Regions from separate parts of the Mus musculus genome. Here regions 2, 3 and 4 are each linked to region 1. Evidence: chromatin contacts called from public Hi-C and HiChIP or PLAC-seq data. All regions are on one chromosome and are shown on one strand. Each heading gives the region's core, a stretch centred on a gene start, on an enhancer-like site or on the middle of the called end of the contact. The rest is flanking DNA. Distances are from core to core; before and after follow the strand shown.

What was found. A called contact is a pair of places that touch in the nucleus more often than the background predicts. HiChIP or PLAC-seq counts read pairs in DNA pulled down with a chosen protein or histone mark.
Region 2: a Hi-C map of cortical neurons shows a contact between it and region 1, with 4 times the contacts expected there. The contact joins the promoter of Crhbp here to the promoter of Hmgcr in region 1. A contact is called at or near these places in 1 of 39 promoter capture datasets (embryonic stem cells) and 1 of 484 Hi-C or Micro-C datasets (cortical neurons).
Region 3: an H3K27ac HiChIP or PLAC-seq map of embryonic stem cells shows a contact between it and region 1, with 4 times the contacts expected there. The contact joins the promoter of F2rl1 here to the promoter of Hmgcr in region 1. A contact is called at or near these places in 2 of 39 promoter capture datasets (embryonic stem cells and liver) and 4 of 115 datasets of contacts at active chromatin or transcription factors (embryonic stem cells and pro-B cells).
Region 4: an H3K27ac HiChIP or PLAC-seq map of double positive thymocytes shows a contact between it and region 1, with 5 times the contacts expected there. The contact joins the promoter of F2r here to the promoter of Hmgcr in region 1. A contact is called at or near these places in 5 of 39 promoter capture datasets (embryonic stem cells, hematopoietic stem and progenitor cells, liver and 1 more), 2 of 115 datasets of contacts at active chromatin or transcription factors (double positive thymocytes and embryonic stem cells) and 1 of 9 other capture datasets (liver).

Annotation. Positions count from the first base shown.
Region 1 is chr13:96,669,650-96,672,263 of GRCm38.p6, reverse strand. It overlaps Hmgcr (3-hydroxy-3-methylglutaryl-Coenzyme A reductase), which reads left to right and starts at 1,328. Exons shown (of 20, transcript NM_008255.2): 1 at 1,328-1,453.
Region 2 is chr13:95,443,514-95,446,127 of GRCm38.p6, reverse strand. Crhbp (corticotropin releasing hormone binding protein) reads left to right here and starts at 1,297. Exons shown (of 7, transcript NM_198408.3): 1 at 1,297-1,528; 2 at 1,859-1,952; 3 at 2,234-2,391. The coding sequence starts at 1,448.
Region 3 is chr13:95,523,945-95,526,558 of GRCm38.p6, reverse strand. F2rl1 (coagulation factor II (thrombin) receptor-like 1) reads left to right here and starts at 1,319. Exons shown (of 2, transcript NM_007974.4): 1 at 1,319-1,522. The coding sequence starts at 1,432.
Region 4 is chr13:95,617,160-95,619,773 of GRCm38.p6, reverse strand. F2r (coagulation factor II (thrombin) receptor) reads left to right here and starts at 1,308. Exons shown (of 2, transcript NM_010169.4): 1 at 1,308-1,487. The coding sequence starts at 1,400.

The sequences.
Region 1 (2,614 bases), core at 79-2,578:
TTTTTTAGTTTATGAAAAGTACTACTGAACATATAGTGTTTTAAGAGATGGCTCATCGGTTAAGAGCACTTCAGTTCTTCAGAGAATTCAGATTCAGTTTCCACTTACATGGCAGCTAACAACCATCTTACGTAACTCCAGTTCCAGAGGATCCCCCACCCTCTTCTTGCTATTCCTTGGGCACTGTTCTGTACATGTAGTGCACAGCAGCACACACACACACACACACACACACACACACACACACACAGAAACAGAGAGCGCACAAAAACAAAAGGAGTTATGTACCAATTGCTCTCTTTACGACATTTCCACATAAAACAGTAAGACAAGTCATAGACTATTACGGAAGTGCTATGGGCGTTCAGAAGAGAGATATGACATATGTTTGAGAGAATCAGGAAAGGAGGTGGCATATGAATGATCCTTGAGGTATAATTAGGATTTCAAAATTTAAAGTGGGTAGGTATATCCGGGCTAAACTAAGACCATGAGCAGGGGTGTCAAAAGCGATTCAGTACAATCGAAGGGTAAGTTACTCTAGGCTAACACAGGGATAGAGTTGTGTAGGTGAAATGGGGTTGGGCCATACTGGAGGCTGATTTAGGGGCAGGTGTATGGCATAAGAGGAAGATTACTGCAGCAGAAACGCCAGAAGCAGAAGGTGTAAGCACCCGAGAGTGGGAAGACCAGTTAGGAGAGGTTATTGCAAGTTTGAGTTAAGGGCTTGATAAAGGCCTTCAGCCAGCAGGAGAGCAGAGGGAATTCAGAGACGACACTGGAGAGGGACTCTTCAGCAAGAATCCAGTGTGCGACAGGTGACCTAGATAGCCGGAGCCATTAGCACTGATGGGTATGTCACAGGGGGTTTGGGCTGCAAGTCCCTGCCACATTTCGTTTTCTTTTTTAAATTCCTCTTTTTTTTTTTTTCAGAGCTCTACTACTTCCCCACAGATCTCTCTACTAACTGGGCTTTTTCTTTTCAACCTTAACCCGCGTTCACGCTCCAACTCTAACACGGTGGCCTCCCGTGGTCTTCCCACGGGGGCAAGACCCTGCAGGTCAAACTCTGAGTTCGGGGTACTCCACCCGCGGCATCCCCTGTTCCCCGCGCGGGCGGCGTCCTTGCAGGCGCCCCTCGGCTCGGAGACCAATAGGAAGGCCGCGATGCTGGGACCCGACCCGTCATTGGTTGGCTCTGCCGTGGTGAGAGATGGTGCGGTGCCCGTTCTCCGCCCGGGTGCGAGCAGTGGGCGGTTGTTAGGGAGACCGTTCGTGACGTAGGCCGTCAGGCTGAGCAGCCGCCCGACGATTGGCTAGGGGATCGGACGATCCTTCCTTATTGGCGGCCCGCTGGCGGCCTGGAGCGTGCGTAAGCGCAGTTCCTTCCGCCCGGGGCTCCGTTGGCTGGAGACGGCAGCTGGGCCGGCTTGGCCTCCATTGAGATCCGGAGGTGAGCTGGCGGACGCTGGGGACCGGCGGGACAGCGGGTCTCGCGCTCCGCCTGGGCTCACGAGGCGGCTGCGAACCGAGGGGACCGCGAGGACACGTCCTTGAGGCCCGGCGGCAGGGCGGCGGCCAGGGAACCCGTGGGCCGGGTGGGCCTGAGGGCCAGTGCAGCGACGGGGCGTCCGTGGGTTCAGTCCGGAGGGCGCTGTGCTGACCCGGCGGTCACGGTCATCCGTGTACGAGTGCCTGGCAGAGGGGACAGCGGGAGCCCTAGAGAACAAGGGTTCACGCCCAGGCGCTGCCTTGCGGCAGGACCCGTCTTTAAAGTGATGGAGATGTAGGCTGCAAATTGACCCGATCCGCGTGGGTACGGCAGGTTGTGCTCTTCCTAGTGGGCCCGGAGGAGGATGCGAGGTCTGTACAGGCACAGCTAGCCCTCCGAAGTCGGTCTCTCGACCTTTATGTTATAGTCTTTCTCCTAAGGGGCGTAGTCTCATTGATACTGATGTCAATTTACCTTATGCACCTATTGGAATTATTTGGTTTGAATGAAGAAAATGGCCTTAGAGGTTCGCAAGTAAAACAGTAGACTTCTGAGGTTGGGCGAAGTTAATAGTCTTTCATCGAAAGCGGACAGATGGAAATCTTTCCTCTCTTGAGGTTGTATCTTTTCGGGCTAAGGCCTGTAAAGGCACAGGAAACGTCTGTTACTGGCTCTTTACTTACAAAGTCGTTGTGTACAATTAAAGCATCACACGAAGTAGGGAATACATTTTGTTTGGTTACTTGTGATTTATTTGTATTTTATTTATCGTAGGGCAAAAGTCTTGGATCTACATTGGGCTGCGTTTTGTGGGCTTACTTGGTCGTAGTGCCTTTCTAGAACTTGACCAGGCAAGATAAAGGGTGTGCTTGCTCACACTGCTATATTTTTGTCTAATTTGTAGACTGTGAGCTATATTCTGGGATCAGTTTCTGAATCCTTAAATCTATCTTGAAATTGTGCTTTTTTTTTTTTTTTTAAGTTCTTAAAATAGTAGTTCTTTATGGTTCCACTTAATACTTTGGTCAGAGAACTTGACCATGAAGAGGAGATGGACTTAGAAACTGGTAATGTATGGTAAAGTTGGGTACAGAACTTGTTTTCTGTGCAAGGTGATGATGG
Region 2 (2,614 bases), core at 48-2,547, 1.2 Mb after region 1:
GCAGGCAGGCAGGCGATGTTAAGCTATTAAATTCTTTCCTTTCATTCCCCTCAGTGTTCCCTATCCCTGTCTGAAATTCAGATGCCTAAACAGTGGAGGATGCAGAGAAGGGCGTGGTGCCAGGGCTCATGAACTTGGTGTGTTCTTTCTGCTCTGTGGTCTGGTCTAAGGACTGTTTATAGCATTAGATCAGGAAAAGGAAGACCCCCCTGGTGTAAACCCTGAGACCCACCCCTGCAGATCTCAGTGTTGTCTCAAATAGGAAAACAACCAATTCTGACATCCTGACAGAATCCTAACAGATTTCTGTTTCTTTCAAGTGTTTTCGCCACAAATGTAATCCTTTTTCTTTCCTTAAAACCTTACGCTGTGGTCTTGAGTTCGAGTTTTCTAGCAGTGTTTACTGCCTGTTTTGAAGGGGTGGGGAAAACTGGAGGGGCTGTCTCTATACTGTCCCCAGCTCTGGACAAAAGCAGAAGCCATGGTCTTCTGCCAAATCGGCAAAAGTGAGCTTACACACCACTCCTGTGTGGATTCCCTCTCGTTCCACGGGAGCTGTGTGTGAGTTGTGGAAGCGTCAGCACGTTTCCCTCGGGTGAGTCAGAGTAACGCAGGTGCTGGGAGGAACGGCGTAGAGCGACTTTCTCTCAGTGGTTCATTGAGGCCGAAGTCCTGGCTACAGAGCACTGCCCAGGTGTCCAGAGCACCGGAAACGTACAGATCAGGGACAGCCCCTCTGACATCCAGAAGTCTGCAGATTCTTGCTCTTCATTAAGGAAAGGCCGATAAGAAGCGGGATCGGGATAAAGCAAGGGACAGGAAGCCCGGATTTTATTTCTGCAATATTCTATAAAATCAGGCTCTGTCAAAGTTTTGAGGCTGAAACCACCTCATATTTCTTCTGGAGGGGAATGATAGCCGTACTGATACTACGCTCTGGCCATTCCCATCAGAGTCCCATCCACAGTTATATGGCTAGGCCCCATGAGGAGGTCATATGTGTCTGACATGTCTGTCATTTGCTTTTATAAAACCAAAAGTTCCCCAGATATGTATAATGAATATAATGTAACGTTTTACAGGCCAAGTGAAAGGCTCTCCCCGAATCTCTCTGCCTCTGCCTCATTCTTTCGGCTATGCGTTCAGGTCACTAGGTCCTCGTGACTGAAGTGTCACTCTTGATGAATAATGCGGGGCCATGCTGAAATATTTGTGGCTGAGAGCTGGACCCTCGTCATTGCCACGCATTTTGTCACCGAGGCAGGGTAACCCATGGTAACTAAGCTCAGATCAGTTAAGGGGCAGAGAGCCTCCCCTCTACTGCTCTATAAAAGAGACCCAGCAAAGGGACCCTCGCTGCTTTGAGCTCTCAGTGTGGGCGAAGGTGTGGGAAGAAACGCCTAAGATCTCCGCAGCAGAGCACTCCAGCTGCAGACACAAGGCCAGCATGTCACCGAACTTCAAACTCCAATGTCACTTCATTCTGATCCTCCTGACAGCTCTAAGGGGAGAGAGCCGCTACCTAGAGGTGAGCCATCCTTTCTCGAGCTTAACACCTTTCTATCCCTTGAGTATTTAGCCAGGGACAGCAGACCAACTTTTGATCCTTTCTCCCTGGTTCACCTAGACAGCTTTCTCCGTGCCCCTGAGCATCCTAACTGCCTGCCTTTCTCTGGGCTGGGTACCCTAATCTGGTGGAAATAGTCTTCGACTCACGCATAAACTCTGAACTCAGGAGACATGCCCCACTGCCCCCTGCCCCATTTGCTTCTCTGAGCTGCAAAAAGGGCTCCCTGCTCCTGCTTCGCTTTCTTTCCCTCCCCCTGAACTTTTCCAGACGATCCACTTTCCTCTCCAGGTGCAAGAAGCCGCGGTCTACGACCCTCTCCTGCTCTTCAGTGCCAATCTGAAGCGGGACCTGGCAGAGGAGCAGCCGTACCGACGGGCTCTGCGTGAGTTGGGGCTGTCCAGTGTGTGGGTGCCCGGGAGGCGGGAGGCTAAGAACCTAGGACACAGGCTTGCAGGATATCTGGTCGGGGCGGGGGGGGGGGGGCTGGCTGGGACCCCTGGGTTGCAGCATCCACGCGGCTCCTTCCAAGCCAGAGCGAGGGAACCCAGTGCAGCCTAAGCTGGGAGCTCCAGGTTGGGGCGCGCTGCGGAGCCGGGGAATGGGGCGCGCTGAGAGCAGCTTCCCAAGACAGCTGGGAACCCCGGGCTCCATGCTCTCTCCCAGGGTGCCTGGACATGCTGAGCCTCCCTGGCCAGTTCACCTTCACCGCAGACCGGCCGCAGCTGCACTGCGCCGCCTTCTTCATCGGCGAACCCGAGGAATTCATCACCATCCACTATGACCTGGTCTCCATCGACTGCCAAGGCGGGGATTTCCTGAAGGTGAGGGGGTCCCCACTACTCGCGGCCCCAGCCCACGTTCCCCTAAGCGCGTCCATGTGGGGGACAACTAAACCTCTAAGTGCTCGAGTCTCAGAAACTCCCTGGGAGAGCCCCGGAGGCTGGATTCCTAGGAAGGGTCTAGCGCCAAACGCTGCAGGTCTAGCGCCCCTGGACGTCGATGGTTTAATTTCCCTTCTGTGCTCTCCCCAACTCCTGGGAACTT
Region 3 (2,614 bases), core at 70-2,569, 1.1 Mb after region 1:
TTCCCTCTGGAGTGGAACCCCTCTGCAACATGCCAGGTGGATGTCCTCAAACCTGAGAGAAATGGCTAACTCCGGTCTCTCTTCTAACTCTGTCATCATTTCAGAGCTGTCCAGGACTGCAGCCAGCCCTTCCTACATTGAAATCCCCTCTCCGTGGAGACACCTGCTTTGGGCTCATCCGAGTCTCTTCCGTTTATGAATCCTTCCAGTATCTTCTCTGTAATTCAAACCACAGTTTTCTTGAACAACAGTAAAGTCTGACTTATTGTCCTAGTTTTAATTTATTTTTAAGATAGGGTTCTACTATGTAGCCCAAATGGTCTCCAATTCTTTATGCTCCTGCCTCTGTCTCTGTGGGGGAGATTCACTCTGGTCCTTGGACATGCTAAGCATGTGCTCTACTACCAAGCTACACACCCCAACCCATGCTTATATATTTCTTTGGAACATGGGATCACGATGCAGAAGAGACCCGAGTGGAATCAGGTATAGAGCAACAAGTTGTGGACAAATTTCAGTCATAGACTTGAGCTTGGACATTTACAAACTGTGCCAAAGAACTGTGTAACCCCAGAGGCAGCAAACATTCTAAGTTCCATCTCCTATTCTGTAAAATGGGAAGACAGATGGAGCGGGCACATACAGTGCTGAGGGCATTAGACAAGCTAACAGTACTGAACCATTGGCGGTTAGTGCTTCCCACACATCCAGGTTTGTTTAATGACACTGGATAACAGATGAGTTAATCCCAGAACTGGTGGAACAATCCTGGCACCCCAGCACTTAGGAGGTCGAGGCTGGAGAATCGTCACAAGTTTGAAGTCAGGTGGGTAGTAGGGAAAGAAAGCTTTCGCAAAAAGGCAAACCAAGACAACAATCAACAAAACAATAACCAACAAGAACCCCTTTCATATCGGTCCCGCACTGCCCATTACACCACAAAGCCTTCCACACCAATTACTGAAGACAAAGGCAACTAGCATAGACTTTCTAACATTCACAGGATGACCTCACTGGTTCTCTGAAGTAATTAAAGGTTAAAGATAGTTTTGGACATCGCCCAGGCTCTAAAACCCTGGGTCCCAACCTTCCTGTCATTTGCATTCCAATGTAGCCACCTCACCGGTCCAGCCTCACCCGCAGGCGACTCCAGCAGCCAAGTGGACGCTGGCCAGCACACGGGAGCTACGGTCAGGCTGTGCTGGGCCAGGTGGCCCGGGGTGTGGCCTGCGTAGGACGTTCGAGGGGGCGTGGTCTCCTGGGGGCGTGGTCTTCCGCAGGTGCGTCTAGGGGCTCCGGTTTCACTGAAACAGGTCCCGCCCCAGGAAGGCTCAGTGAAGCTCGTGTTAAGGGAAGGGACCCTGTGCTCAGAGTAGGGCTCCGAGTTTCGAACCACTGGTGGCGGATTGCCCGCCCGCCCCACGTCCGGGGATGCGAAGTCTCAGCCTGGCGTGGCTGCTGGGAGGTATCACCCTTCTGGCGGCCTCGGTCTCCTGCAGCCGGACCGAGAACCTTGCACCGGGTGAGCTCGAGCGGCGAAGGAACGCTCTGGGCTGGTGGGGGAATCGGGGAAGGCGGGCACACCCCCTGGACACTCTCTGTAGCTTTGATGGGGGTCCCTAACCAGGACCAATCAGCCGGGACACCTAAGTGCCACCAAAGACGCGCTAGAAACAATCCTGGTCTGGGCACTTCCAATCTCTACTCGTCGACGTGGTTCGGGGAGATAAGGAAGGAGCGCCCGCAGGACTCAGCCTCCCCTCCCTGCGGTCGTTCCTTTACAAACACTGAGTCAGTAATTGGTTTTCGCGGACCCTGCGAACTACGTCCTATAGGGTCTTACTAGACCCCCGGATTATAGCAGTTTGATGGCTCACGTATGGGTGGAGTGAGTGGGAGCCCGTGCCCTGGGAAGTTCCCACCTCGAGTTTTACACTCGCACCCACCCACTCACTGAACCCTTTCTTTGCGGGTTGAACCACAGTGTTCAAGACCCACTCGGGGCTACGGTACCTGGCATCGCAGTGGATGCGCTGGGCACGGGACTCAGGCGGTTTGAATGTCACGTGGTGGTAGAAGGGGCCCTTTCGGACCCTTACCAGGTGAAATCTCCAGCCTAGAGATTTCGAGACCTTCCCGCCGCCGGGAGCGAACACTGGCAGCCACCCAGGTCTCTCTCTGAGGCTGCCATGCCCAAGGAACCGAACTGCAGGAAAGCGGTTCGGGGCGGTGCTCCTCTGGCCCGCTGCCGGCTTGGGCGTTGCAGCTCCTGGTGAGCTCGAACTGGCCCTTCTAGAAGCCACGGAGACCTCTGTAGGCTGTAGGGTGGGGTGGGGGGGTGTTTGCTACCAGTGATAGCGCTATTGCAAAACCCGGCCTGGCGTTTCCGTTCTAAACTTGCTGTAGTCTTAAAGGCTATTTCTCACTTTTACTTTGTCGTTAAGTTGTAGAAGAGCGTCCAACCCCTCTCCGTTTGCCTGTCATTTAAAGTTAGAAATTTAAAAACTCAGGAACAAAGTGTGTGCAAACTTAAAAAAAAAGTGGTTGGAGGTGATTACTTTCGTGATTTACCTAGTATAGGAAGCATACCCTGATTAGTCGGCTTCCTCTGTTT
Region 4 (2,614 bases), core at 59-2,558, 1.1 Mb after region 1:
TAAGGGGAGGAGATGGCCTCTGATCTTGTTTTCTGCATTGATCCAAATGTTGGGATTCCGCATTTTCTTAATTAGTGATTGATGGGGAAAGGTCCAGCCCATTGTAGGTGGTACTATCCCTGGGCTAATGGTCCTGAGCTCTGTAAGAAAGCAGGCTGAGCAAGCGTGAACAGCAAGCCAGTAAGCGGCACCCCTCCATGGCCTCTGCTTCAGCTCCTGCCTCCAGGGTCCTGCCTTGTTTTGAGTTCCTGTCCTGACTTCCTTTACCGATGAACACTTATATGGAAATATAATCCAAATAAACCCTTTCCTCTCCAACCTGCCTTTTTGTCGTGGTGTTTCATGGCAGCAATAGAAACCCTAAGACAATCACAGCACTTCAGAGCGCTAAGCTGTGAGCTGGCTCTTTCAGAAACTGGGTAGAGGACCAGGATTAATTTCCGGGGTGTCTTCCTCACTAGACTCTTTCTAAACAAAATAAGCTGGGGCTCCCTCTCGCTAGGCCTCAGCCATGACCCCCCCCCTTCTTTTGATATCTAACGCTGAAATGTAGTCAAGCACAAACCATAAGGACCTGGGAAGGACCCTTTAAAATTCCTCAGTGCTACCCCTCCTCTTCCCACCCAACATCTTTCTGGTGAGAAAGCCCTGGGCGTTGGGGCCTGTGGCTGAGGCTCTGGCTTGGGTCACCAGGGGAGGCAGAGTTCGGTAAGCAAGAGCTTGGTGAATCAGCGCCTGGATACCTGGTCCACTTCCACTCGTGTGTGGAAGATCAAAGGCTCAACGTGATCCATCTAAGCTCGCAAAATAAAAGAATTTCGAGAAATGTCAAGCACTCTGTCCACATATCTGGGGACACCCTTGTCACTGCAGGGGGGCGGGGGGGACGGGGGGACGGGGGACGGGGGACGGGGACGGACGGACAGAAGTCAGTAGCCAACTTTTAGCTAAACTCCAAACTTGTGTGCAGCCAGACGCCGGGGAGGAGAAGAGACTTGGAGCACCACCACGGGACTGTCCCCGTCTAGCTTCGCTTCCCTTGCTCCACGTCCCAGGAGAGTCATTGAAGCGGCCGCAGGCGCTCTCCGAAGACCCCGAGGGGCTGAGTCACTCCCAGGCTTGCAGCTCAACCACACCGGGTGGGACAAGGGGAGACTGGGGAGGAGCGAGCATCTGGTGCGGTCTGCCGCTTGGGTTCCGGAGCGAGGGGCTGCGGGCACGAGCGGAGACTGCGGGCACGCGCACAGCCCGCGGAGCCCCGCCCCACGCCCCTGAACCGCCTCCAAATACTCACCCAGGGGCCGCGCAGTCGCCTCTAGTCACCCGCAGGCTCCGACCGAGCTACTCAGAAAGAAGTAGGCGACGGCGGGCGCCGGGCCGCGCGGGCAGCCTTGGGACAATGGGGCCCCGGCGCTTGCTGATCGTCGCCCTCGGCCTCAGCCTGTGCGGTCCCTTGCTGTCTTCCCGCGTCCCTATGAGCCAGCCAGGTAAGAGCTGCGGGTGGGTGAGCATGGGGGAAGCTATCAGAAGTTTTAGGTTGCGCCAGCTCCGTGAGGGGGTGCTCCTGGCTGCAACCCTGCCTCAGTTTCCCCCAGGAGCCAAACAGTCATTTGGGCCGAGATCTAGAGGTTCCCCTAGTCACATCCATGTGGGGCGCACCATATCCTCCCCACTCCCCGCACGGCCGATGCTCTTTTGGACTCGGTTTTGGAGGGTGCAGTCCGCGGGCCACCGGGTGTTGGATCCGGAGAGGGGCCCGAGGGTCCGCGGAACGGTCTCCACAGTCGCTTTAATTGTCATTGTGTGGCCTGTTTTACAAGACCACCTTCAGAAAGAAAGGGTCTTGTGATTCTGGGCTTTCGGTGTGCAGTGGAACCACTCTCCTCAAGTTTTTGCTTTGATGGAAACTCGTTTTCTCGTTTGATTTACAAGGAGGGAAAAGCGATGTGAAAGAAAAAATTCACAGTCACACAATAAAGACCGGACAGCCCCCAGCTTGGCCTGGTACCCAGGAGGTGATGAAGGTTTCTGGTTGCAGGGAGTGGAGTAGGTCTTTGTTATCGGAAACCTGTTTCTCTGCATGGAGAAAAGGGACCCCTCTTCAGAATCAGGCGCACCTAGAAATTATCTAGTCTTAGTTTTTTTCAATGGAATTTCTCATCTGCCGCAAGGACATTCGTTACTTACAGTGTATTTTTAAATATCTGCCAGTTTGACCAAATAAATTAGTTTGGTCGACTTATTTCGTCAAATATTTTCTCTTTTCTCCAAAGCAGAGGCGTAGCCTGTAAAGTTCCCAATTGTTTCGACTTTCTTAGTAGGGACACCTTTAGCCGTTCCTTTCACGCTGAAGAAAATCTAGTGGGTTTTCTTCAGTTTTTGTTATCTCTGAAAGAATGTGCACTTCGGTGCTCCCACATGTAAGGATTAGGAGGTGACAAAGAGTGGGGTGTTTCCTGTTGTCTGTCTTTCTTCAGTGTGAGCTTGAGTGGTGCTCATGGGAAAACTCAGAGCCCCACAGAGGGCCCCCACGCCGAGCAGCAGCTAACCAGCCTGCCTGTGTTTGGGTAGCCGACCTTAGACCTTAATCATCAGCAGCCGTGAGGGGGAGGAC